3 separate regions of the Gossypium hirsutum genome follow, and regions 2 and 3 are each linked to region 1. Evidence: chromatin contacts called from public Hi-C data. All regions are on one chromosome and are shown on one strand. The core of a region is the stretch at or near the end of the contact, and the rest is flanking DNA. Distances in the headings are between cores, read along the strand shown. Region 1 holds the start of LOC107957148 (elongation factor 1-alpha). Region 2 holds the start of LOC107931359 (mitochondrial import inner membrane translocase subunit TIM14-1). Region 3 holds the start of LOC107957146 (protein IQ-DOMAIN 1).

Region 1 (2,811 bases), core at 128-2,627:
AAACCACCAAATTGCACTACAGTTTGTAACATCTAGAACATTACCGGTTTCAACTCGAATTGCTGAGCTTGTATAGTCGGTCTGACTATTCCTGGATTCAAGTCATCTAGGATCGGGATAACATGCTCTCTGATTGGCCTATCTCGATCATCCACCACACGCCCCATGTGAGGATTCTTATTGTAATAATTTGGATTACTATTGAAATCATTCTTGTTTCCAGCTATTTTTCTCAATTCTTTCTTTTTTCGCAAAGTTCTGTCAATATTTGGATCAAAAAGGTATTTTGTATTAGTAGAAATGCCTCTTTATGCATTGATGGCAAACTTGTAAAAATTAAATAAAACTAAATTAAATAAAACTACTAACTAAAATAACGAAACCAAATTTCACCAAATTGTCGATCTCCAGCAACAGTGCCAAAAACTTGTCGCGTGTGAAATGATATGCAATTTGTGCAAGTATACTCGTCGGTTCAAGTAATAAAGTGATGAGTGAGTATCGCTCCCAAGAGGATCGAATTGAGGCACAAAGTTGGTCAAATTATTTTAATAAAGTCGGGTTAATGCTATGGCAAAATGATTGAATGAAATGTTATGGCAAAACTAAGGTAAATATGCAATGTTGAGTAATATATAGAATTAGTAAATAATTGGCAATGCTATGGCAAAGGTGATAGTAGGATTGTAATGGCAAATATGAGAGTGATATCCAAATATTTTATAAATAAATAACTACTAAATATGTTGTGGTAAAGATACTTCGACAGAGAATAAAGATATAGTGTCTACGATATTTATGCGGTAGGTTGGGATTATTCAAAATCAACATTCACTGTTGATAGTGCCATGTCAAAATCTTGATTGCAAATAATTATTAAAAGTTGTAAAAATATTAGAAATTAAAAAAAGTAAGTCTGTGAAAAAATATTAAAAATGCAAAAAACGATATAATTAAAATTATTTGGGATTTGTAAAAGGAAAATTGGGATCCTTAAGGAATAACCTGACATAGATCCCACCAGCAAATAAGGAATACCTGTGGCTCATCTCTCATCTCCCGCTGCTCAGGTACATCCCAGTCGATGAGACGGCCTTTTGTTTGCAATTGCAATTTGTGCAGACAAAAAGCCTGCCAATGGCCGGTGTCCATACGACTTCTGCTCAAGGCCAGGCCCATCCCTTATGACTAATTCTTGCAATTTGTATAGTAAGCCAAGGACCCAACCCAAACCTAAAGCGAATAACTCCCACTCACAAGATAAGCACGTAATATCCACTTACCAATAAAAAACGTCCGTTTAACCACATCATACTCCACATACGTGAAAATTAAACCTCGACGCCCCTAATAAGAAACCGAAGGACGTATCTGTCAAAACAAATATGAAAAAGGACATTTTAGGAAGAAAAAGAAAGAAGCTAAAACCTGACTATAAAAATGAACGAGAGAGCAGCTCACTTGTAAAACCCTATCACCTCTCTTACTATTATAATCTCTCTTCTGCTTTGTCGCCACGATTTCAGCTTCAGATCGCTTCTATTTCTTAGGTTCCATTCTCAGATCTAATTTATTCAATCCATTCTTTCATATTTTTATTTGCTCTATTTTTTATTCGCCTGGCTTAACTTTTTATTTTAATTTCAATGTAATTTAGATCTCTCTTTTGATTTTTGTCTTCTTTTTTTCCTGATGAGATTTTTTTTTTCTGTAATACTGTTGTTAGATTTATCGTATGATAATAATTTGGAGATCTTATTTGAGCTTTTAAGAGAAATTGTTGTTTATTATGATCGTTGTATTGATTCTTTTGGCTGTAGATTTGTTTTCGTTCATATGAATAATTATTTCTGGATTTGTGCATTTTGTTTAAGTGAGTCAATCTCTGACCAACTTTTATTTTAAAAAATTTGGAGACTATGATATCAATGCGCTTTCTTGGTCCATTTTGAGAACTTTGCTGTAATTTTTCTATTCAACTGTGAAATCATAGTATCTTTAGTTGTTCGTTCAATAAAAGTTAATGCTTAAATCATTGCCAAAAAAAAAAGTTGATGCTTAAAAATTGTAGAAAAGTAAGGGCGAAAAATAGATATGCTACTTAATTTTTGCTTCTAAAGCATGAAGTAGGAACTATGCTATTAGAATTGATGTTATGGTTTATTCTGTTGAATTTTAAACATCAAACTAGCTTAAGTATCGTGTTGTGTTAATTTGTTAATTTTTTTTTTTAAATTTTGGGATGCAGGGGTAAACATGTTCATTGTTTTTCTGGCTACCTTTTTCACTGATTGTTTATGCATGGGATTCTGGTTTAACTATATATATGTTGGTGCAGCTTGAAGCTAATACTGCAGAATGGGCAAGGAAAAGACTCACATTAACATTGTCGTAATTGGCCATGTCGACTCTGGAAAGTCAACCACCACTGGCCACTTGATCTACAAGCTTGGAGGTATTGACAAGCGTGTCATTGAAAGGTTTGAGAAGGAAGCTGCCGAGATGAACAAGAGGTCATTCAAGTATGCTTGGGTGCTTGACAAGTTGAAGGCTGAGCGTGAACGTGGTATTACCATTGACATTGCCCTGTGGAAGTTTGAGACCACCAAATATTACTGCACTGTCATCGATGCCCCTGGACATCGTGACTTTATCAAGAACATGATTACTGGTACCTCCCAGGCCGATTGTGCTGTCCTTATCATTGACTCTACCACTGGAGGTTTTGAGGCAGGTATTTCCAAGGATGGACAGACCCGTGAGCATGCTCTGCTTGCTTTCACTCTCGGTGTCAAGCAAATGATTTGCTGC
Region 2 (2,811 bases), core at 233-2,732, 160 kb before region 1:
TATTAACCCTCAATTGCAGCTAAAAAGTTTTAGTTCGACAAGTTATCACTTAGCATAAGCAGCTCTTGAAAGTCACATTTTATTCCACCGATTTTTCCACATTTTTCATTCCTTAAAGTACCCGTATCAAACACATAATAAAGACAATTTGAGTTCAACTAGTGAGCATAAGCAGTTCTTTAACTTCGCATCAAATTCTAATAAGTTTTAAGCTATGTTTTCCAGACTCTTCATTCTCTCTAAAGTATCCGTGTCAAACACATACCTATATTTGATACTCACCCCTTGAGACCAGGTTACATAGGTTTTGAATGCCAACAAGCTATTAATTCATTCAAGATTCATCTTTTTACTAATTCTTTGAAGGCTAACAAACTGACCAAATGCCATAAACTAAAAGTTTCCTCAACTCTTTCATTTTTTGTGAAGTATCTGTGTCCAATGCATATTAAGATATGGAGATATGACCCCCAAAATACATGAAAAACTTCAATATAGATACGCACACATACCTATGGCAGACACATTCTCATATTCAATTCAAGCAACATTAGAAAGAAATCTGGAGTCATAGGATAAACAAGAAACTAACGTTTCATACCATGAAAGCAATAAATTGATAAGAAGATTAAATATCTCTCAAGTACTTAAAAACATAAGCTAAGGCTGAAGCTTCCCTTGGCTCTTTCTCTACCATGGAAATCACATCAACTGCCAAATCCCAACATCTCCATGAGTTTACCAACAGACATACTTTAAACAACAACATAAACAAAAGGGGCTTTTGCCTGAACTCAGAGGAGTCTATCAGCATCAGATTTATTCAAAACAAATTATAACTGGACGCGAAGGTGAGTATCTAAAACGGGTATGTTTCGACACAGATAAGCTCAATTATTCCATATATTTGTCAAAATATGTGTTGGACACAGAATATTAAATAATAATAACTCAGGTAACATAGTTCGGTTTATACTTGGAACTAAAAAGAAAGTACACAACGCCATAACAACTTCTCCCCCCAAAAAATAATCTTTTTACTTTTAGAAATATTAAGCTGAAACAAATTCTCTATTCATGTTATGAAACTGAATGGCATCCATAGTAAAATAATTCCTAAAAAAAAGGTGAACTTTCATACTCCAAATTAAGCATTTAATTAGATCCAAACAAAAACATAATGGCAAAACAGAGAAAAATGGGAAAATGAAATAATTTTAATAAAAAGGATCTAGAAATTTACCATTTTTCTTAACGGGATTTGGGATACAACCTCAGAAATCCAAAGATGAAAATGTTGAAACGGCTTCCGGCTTTCGTATTTCAGGTTCTGTCCGTGAAACGAAAAATCGAGCGAGGTTTTGGGCTCTGTTTAGGTAATTTGGTTTCATTTAAAAGGTGGTCTAGACCGGCCATGCTCCTCACCAGTTTTAACTTTTTTAGGGTCCCCCAATCTTCTACAATTTCATATTACTACTTCATATTTGTATTTTATTTATGAATATTAGTAATATAAACTAATTTTACTTTTTAATATTAAATAAATTGAAAATTTAATCACTAAATAATTAATACAGAAATTGATATTAAAAAATTATTTGATAATTTAGTAAATATAAATGTTGCTTTATAAAACTAAATGATAATATTTAAAAATTATATACTGTTATAAAATAAAAGACAAAGAATATAGAACAAAGAACAAAGAGAATGAGAAAGCAAAAGAGATCAAAATTTATCTTGATCTTGATGGACATCCATTTAATAAGATATTCTTAACAGTCCCCCTTAGATGTCCATTGGTAGGTAATGTGTCTCGTTAAAACCTTATTAAGATAAAAATCTTGTGGGAAAAAAATTCCTAGGAAAGGAAAAAGAGTACAATATCTATAATACGCATAATATGTTGTCTCATTAAAAAGCTTACAAAAAAATCCAATGGGACAAAACCTTAGTTAAGGAAAAAAGAGTACAGCGCGAATTTACTCTTCCTCATAAAAAATCACATAATATCTCATATTATGCATATTCAATCTTGAATACTAGCTTTTCAAATTTTGGGGGAAATATATTTTGATCTCTTCAAGAGTATCAACAATAATCATTGGAAACTTTAATCATAATTATTGTATAAAAATATAAATAGGTACTTTGGATCATTTTATAATCCTCCTTCAACTGTTATTCACCCAGTCAAATTTATTACATATGTTCAAATTATTTCAATTCATATAAATGAACAATTTCCCGAGAATTTCAATATGTTTCTAACATTCTAAATCCTTCAAGGATTTTAATATAAACTTTACTATGTAATGATTCATAAAAGGTTGTAACAACAACCATTAGACGCATGTTAAATTTTTTATAAACTGTCAGTTTAATAATATAGCTAAAGGGTATTGCATCCACCATAAAATAATATTATATCTTTTCATAATTAATACCAGGACTTAGCAAAAAGCTTCATATTTTTATTTCGTTTTTGCAAAACTACTTCATTTGTACCCTCACTTGTTTTATACCTTTAGATATTTGGACTACTGGTCCAAAAACTCCACGAATTTAATTGTACTCGAATTGTATCTTTCTATTTTGAACAATATATTCCATATATTTATTCAAGATCCTCTTTTTGTTTCATTATTTCAACAATAACATTGCATGCAAAACCATTATTGACCACTTTTATTATCGGTTCCATATTTTCTCAAATTGATATAACTTATCGATATCTCTTATTTTTACTATTTTAATCTTCAATTTCAGGTACCTGAGTCTCTTCTGGAGTTTTAATTATTAGTTATTTCT
Region 3 (2,811 bases), core at 116-2,615, 130 kb before region 1:
GAAATTATGATTATGCTACACATCACCAACACTCAAGAACACCTTTCCTAATCATCATCAACATAATTAGCCACAAGTAATCATCAAGAAAGGCCGATACGAACAAAATGTCCAACGATCATTTCAAAATCAATAACAACTTTCAATTCAAGCAATAGCACCGACCGACATGGACGACAACAATGGAAAATCCAGTTAAAGTTCATACGTATATGTTTACATAAAGAACAGGCGAACACAATGTATTTTCGGATCCTTCAAAAATGTTTGAATTCATTAAGTAATAAATAAGAACATAAAACATCAAAATTAAGCAAAAAAGAAAAGAAAAGTAATGATATATATATACCAAATATCCACGAAATGCTGTTTGAATCCTGATAGCAGCTATTTCCTCCTTTGACTTCCCCAGATGGCGCGGCTGAGAAGTGAGACGGACAACTTCAGCAGCCGCCTGAGCAGCTGCCACCGCTGCCTCGGCCGCCACAGCGGTGGCAAGAGCCACAGAGTAGGCATGTTTGCTTTGTTCGTTTTCAGCTTCTTTTAGCTTTGCATCTTCAGTTATCACTTCAGTTTCTTCAGGCACAGACACAGGGCTCAAATCTTTGCTTTTTCCGAACCATTTTTTCTTTGGCTTTGGAGTTTGGTGCTGAAATTAATTAAAAACAACAAATCTAAGAAAACCCAAACCGAAAAAAGAAATCCATTAAATTATGAATTAAATCATTGAAACCTGAGATTTCTTGGATTCAGGGCTCAAAGCTTTCTTCACAATAGAAAGCCAGCCACCTTTTTTTCCCATCTGTAAATAATTCCTGTTCTTCAAGAACATGAAATTCAATGAGAATTAATATTTATAAAAGAAAAATGAATTCAATCTGAGAAATGAAGAACAACCCAGATTCCAGAAATAGAAGATCTTCACTAAAAGCAAAAAAAAAAAAATCATATCAAAGTTTCCAAATTTGAACATTTTTATTAAGACAAAAACTCAATAAATACGTTCAAAATGAAAACAAAAATGAACCCAGGAAACTACTGAAAATTTACAATACCTTGGTACATAGAAAAATTCTCACAGATCTCAGTTAAAAGATTGATAAGTCACATTCTATCTCTTAGTTGTTCTTATTGTGTATTAAAACAAAAATGCAGTAATTAAAAATCAAAGAGAGAGAAGTGGATCTAGGCAAAAAAAAAATGCTTGAAAGAGAGCAAAAATGGCGGAAAATAATAATAAAAGAACAGGTTGGCATTTGCAGAGGATAACTAAGAAAAGTTGGGACCCAGAAAGTCCCATAGACCACTTTAAAATAAATTAACCAAAACAAGCAACAAAACATAACTGCTGCGGCAACACCAAGCAAGTACACTACAAAAAGTTGTCTTACTATTATTATTGTTATTATTAGCGTTACTCGTCAAATTCCTTTTAACTTTTTTAGTCATTCCATTATTCCAAAATTCTTTAGTCATCCGTTTTTACCGACACAAATATAATTTCACAGTTTTTAAAATTTAACTGTTAATATTTATACATTAAATTAATTTAATCTTAATTTAAAAAAATATTCTTAATATTTACACATTTTATAATTATTTTTTTTGTAATTTTATTTTTATTTGAGACATTTATGGTTAATTTTAAAAGAACGAAAAGAAGATGAAAACTATTATATTGAATTTGGTGTTTTTATTTTTGATATATTTTCGATCAAAATTAGTTGATAGATTTTTTTTTTAGATTTTTAGGTGAAAGCGTCACAAACAAAAATCAAAATTGAAAAAAAAAATCACAATGTGTAGACGTTGAAGATTAATTTTTTTTAGAACCAAAATTAAATTGACTCAATGCATAAATGTCGATGGTTAAATTTGTTATTTATCAATTTTAAAAGTTGTCGAGTCATCTTCCCATTAGTCATTTAACCTTCGCTGACAAAATAAAAAATCAAATAGTTGAGTGACTAAAAAAAATATTTACCAATAGTTGAGTAACTACAAGTGTAGTTTACCCTTATTGTTGTTGTTATTCCTGTTATTATTATTTGATATTTTTTTTTGTAAATAATACTCAAATAAAAAAATAACAAGATAATATATTCTATGTAACACCCCTAACCTGTATCTGTTATCAGAATAGGGTTACAGAGCATTACCGGAGTTTAAATTTCAGAACTATAAAAAAATTTTAGTTTATGTAATTCATATCATCAATCACAGTAAAACCAATCAATAGCATACATATTGTCTCTTATAAGAGCCCTCGAGGCTCTAAAAATACATTAGAAACAAATCGAAACTAAATCAGGAACATATAGAAATTTTAGGGAAAAGATGAAAATTTACAAACTGAAGGGGTCACATGGCCAAAAGACACACCCATGTCTTAGGCTACGTAAGCATTCGAAATAGGGACACACGGTCGTGTCCCAGCCCCTGTCCGTGCCCGTGTAACTCACTGACTTGGGTCACACATACCCTTTGAAATAACCTCACACGCTTGTGTGTTAGGCCGTGTGTTAGGCCATGTAAAACCTAACTTGCAACCTTTTGAAAACTATAGGGGACACACGGTCGTGCTACCTGGCCGTGTGTCACACACGACTGAGACACATGCCCGTGTCTCTACCTGTGTGGACGAAAATAGGCTATTTTACAAGCCATTTTCTCACCCTTTTCAACATGTACCTATAATCCATTTTACACGTATAATTAAGCCCTCAAAAGGCACCAAAATCATGCATAATCGAGCCAAACACATATGGTATAATAACATCTAACCAATATGCCCAAAGGCATCTCAAATGA

Evidence for each region. A called contact is a pair of places that touch in the nucleus more often than the background predicts.
Region 2: a Hi-C map of leaf shows a contact between it and region 1, with 3 times the contacts expected there. The contact joins the promoter of LOC107931359 here to the promoter of LOC107957148 in region 1. A contact is called at or near these places in 4 of 34 Hi-C or Micro-C datasets (all in leaf).
Region 3: a contact with region 1 is called in a Hi-C map of leaf, with 3 times the contacts expected there. The contact joins the promoter of LOC107957146 here to the promoter of LOC107957148 in region 1. A contact is called at or near these places in 8 of 34 Hi-C or Micro-C datasets (callus and leaf).

Annotation. Positions count from the first base shown.
Region 1 is chrA05:87,047,322-87,050,132 of Gossypium_hirsutum_v2.1, reverse strand. It overlaps LOC107957148 (elongation factor 1-alpha), which reads left to right and starts at 1,377. Exons shown (of 3, transcript XM_016892582.2): 1 at 1,377-1,550; 2 at 2,339-2,811. The coding sequence starts at 2,359.
Region 2 is chrA05:87,204,434-87,207,244 of Gossypium_hirsutum_v2.1, reverse strand. It overlaps LOC107931359 (mitochondrial import inner membrane translocase subunit TIM14-1), which reads right to left and starts at 1,482. Exons shown (of 3, transcript XM_016863241.2): 1 at 1,244-1,482. The coding sequence starts at 1,246.
Region 3 is chrA05:87,178,845-87,181,655 of Gossypium_hirsutum_v2.1, reverse strand. It overlaps LOC107957146 (protein IQ-DOMAIN 1), which reads right to left and starts at 1,365. Exons shown (of 6, transcript XM_041112573.1): 1 at 1,056-1,365; 2 at 734-815; 3 at 350-649. The coding sequence starts at 802.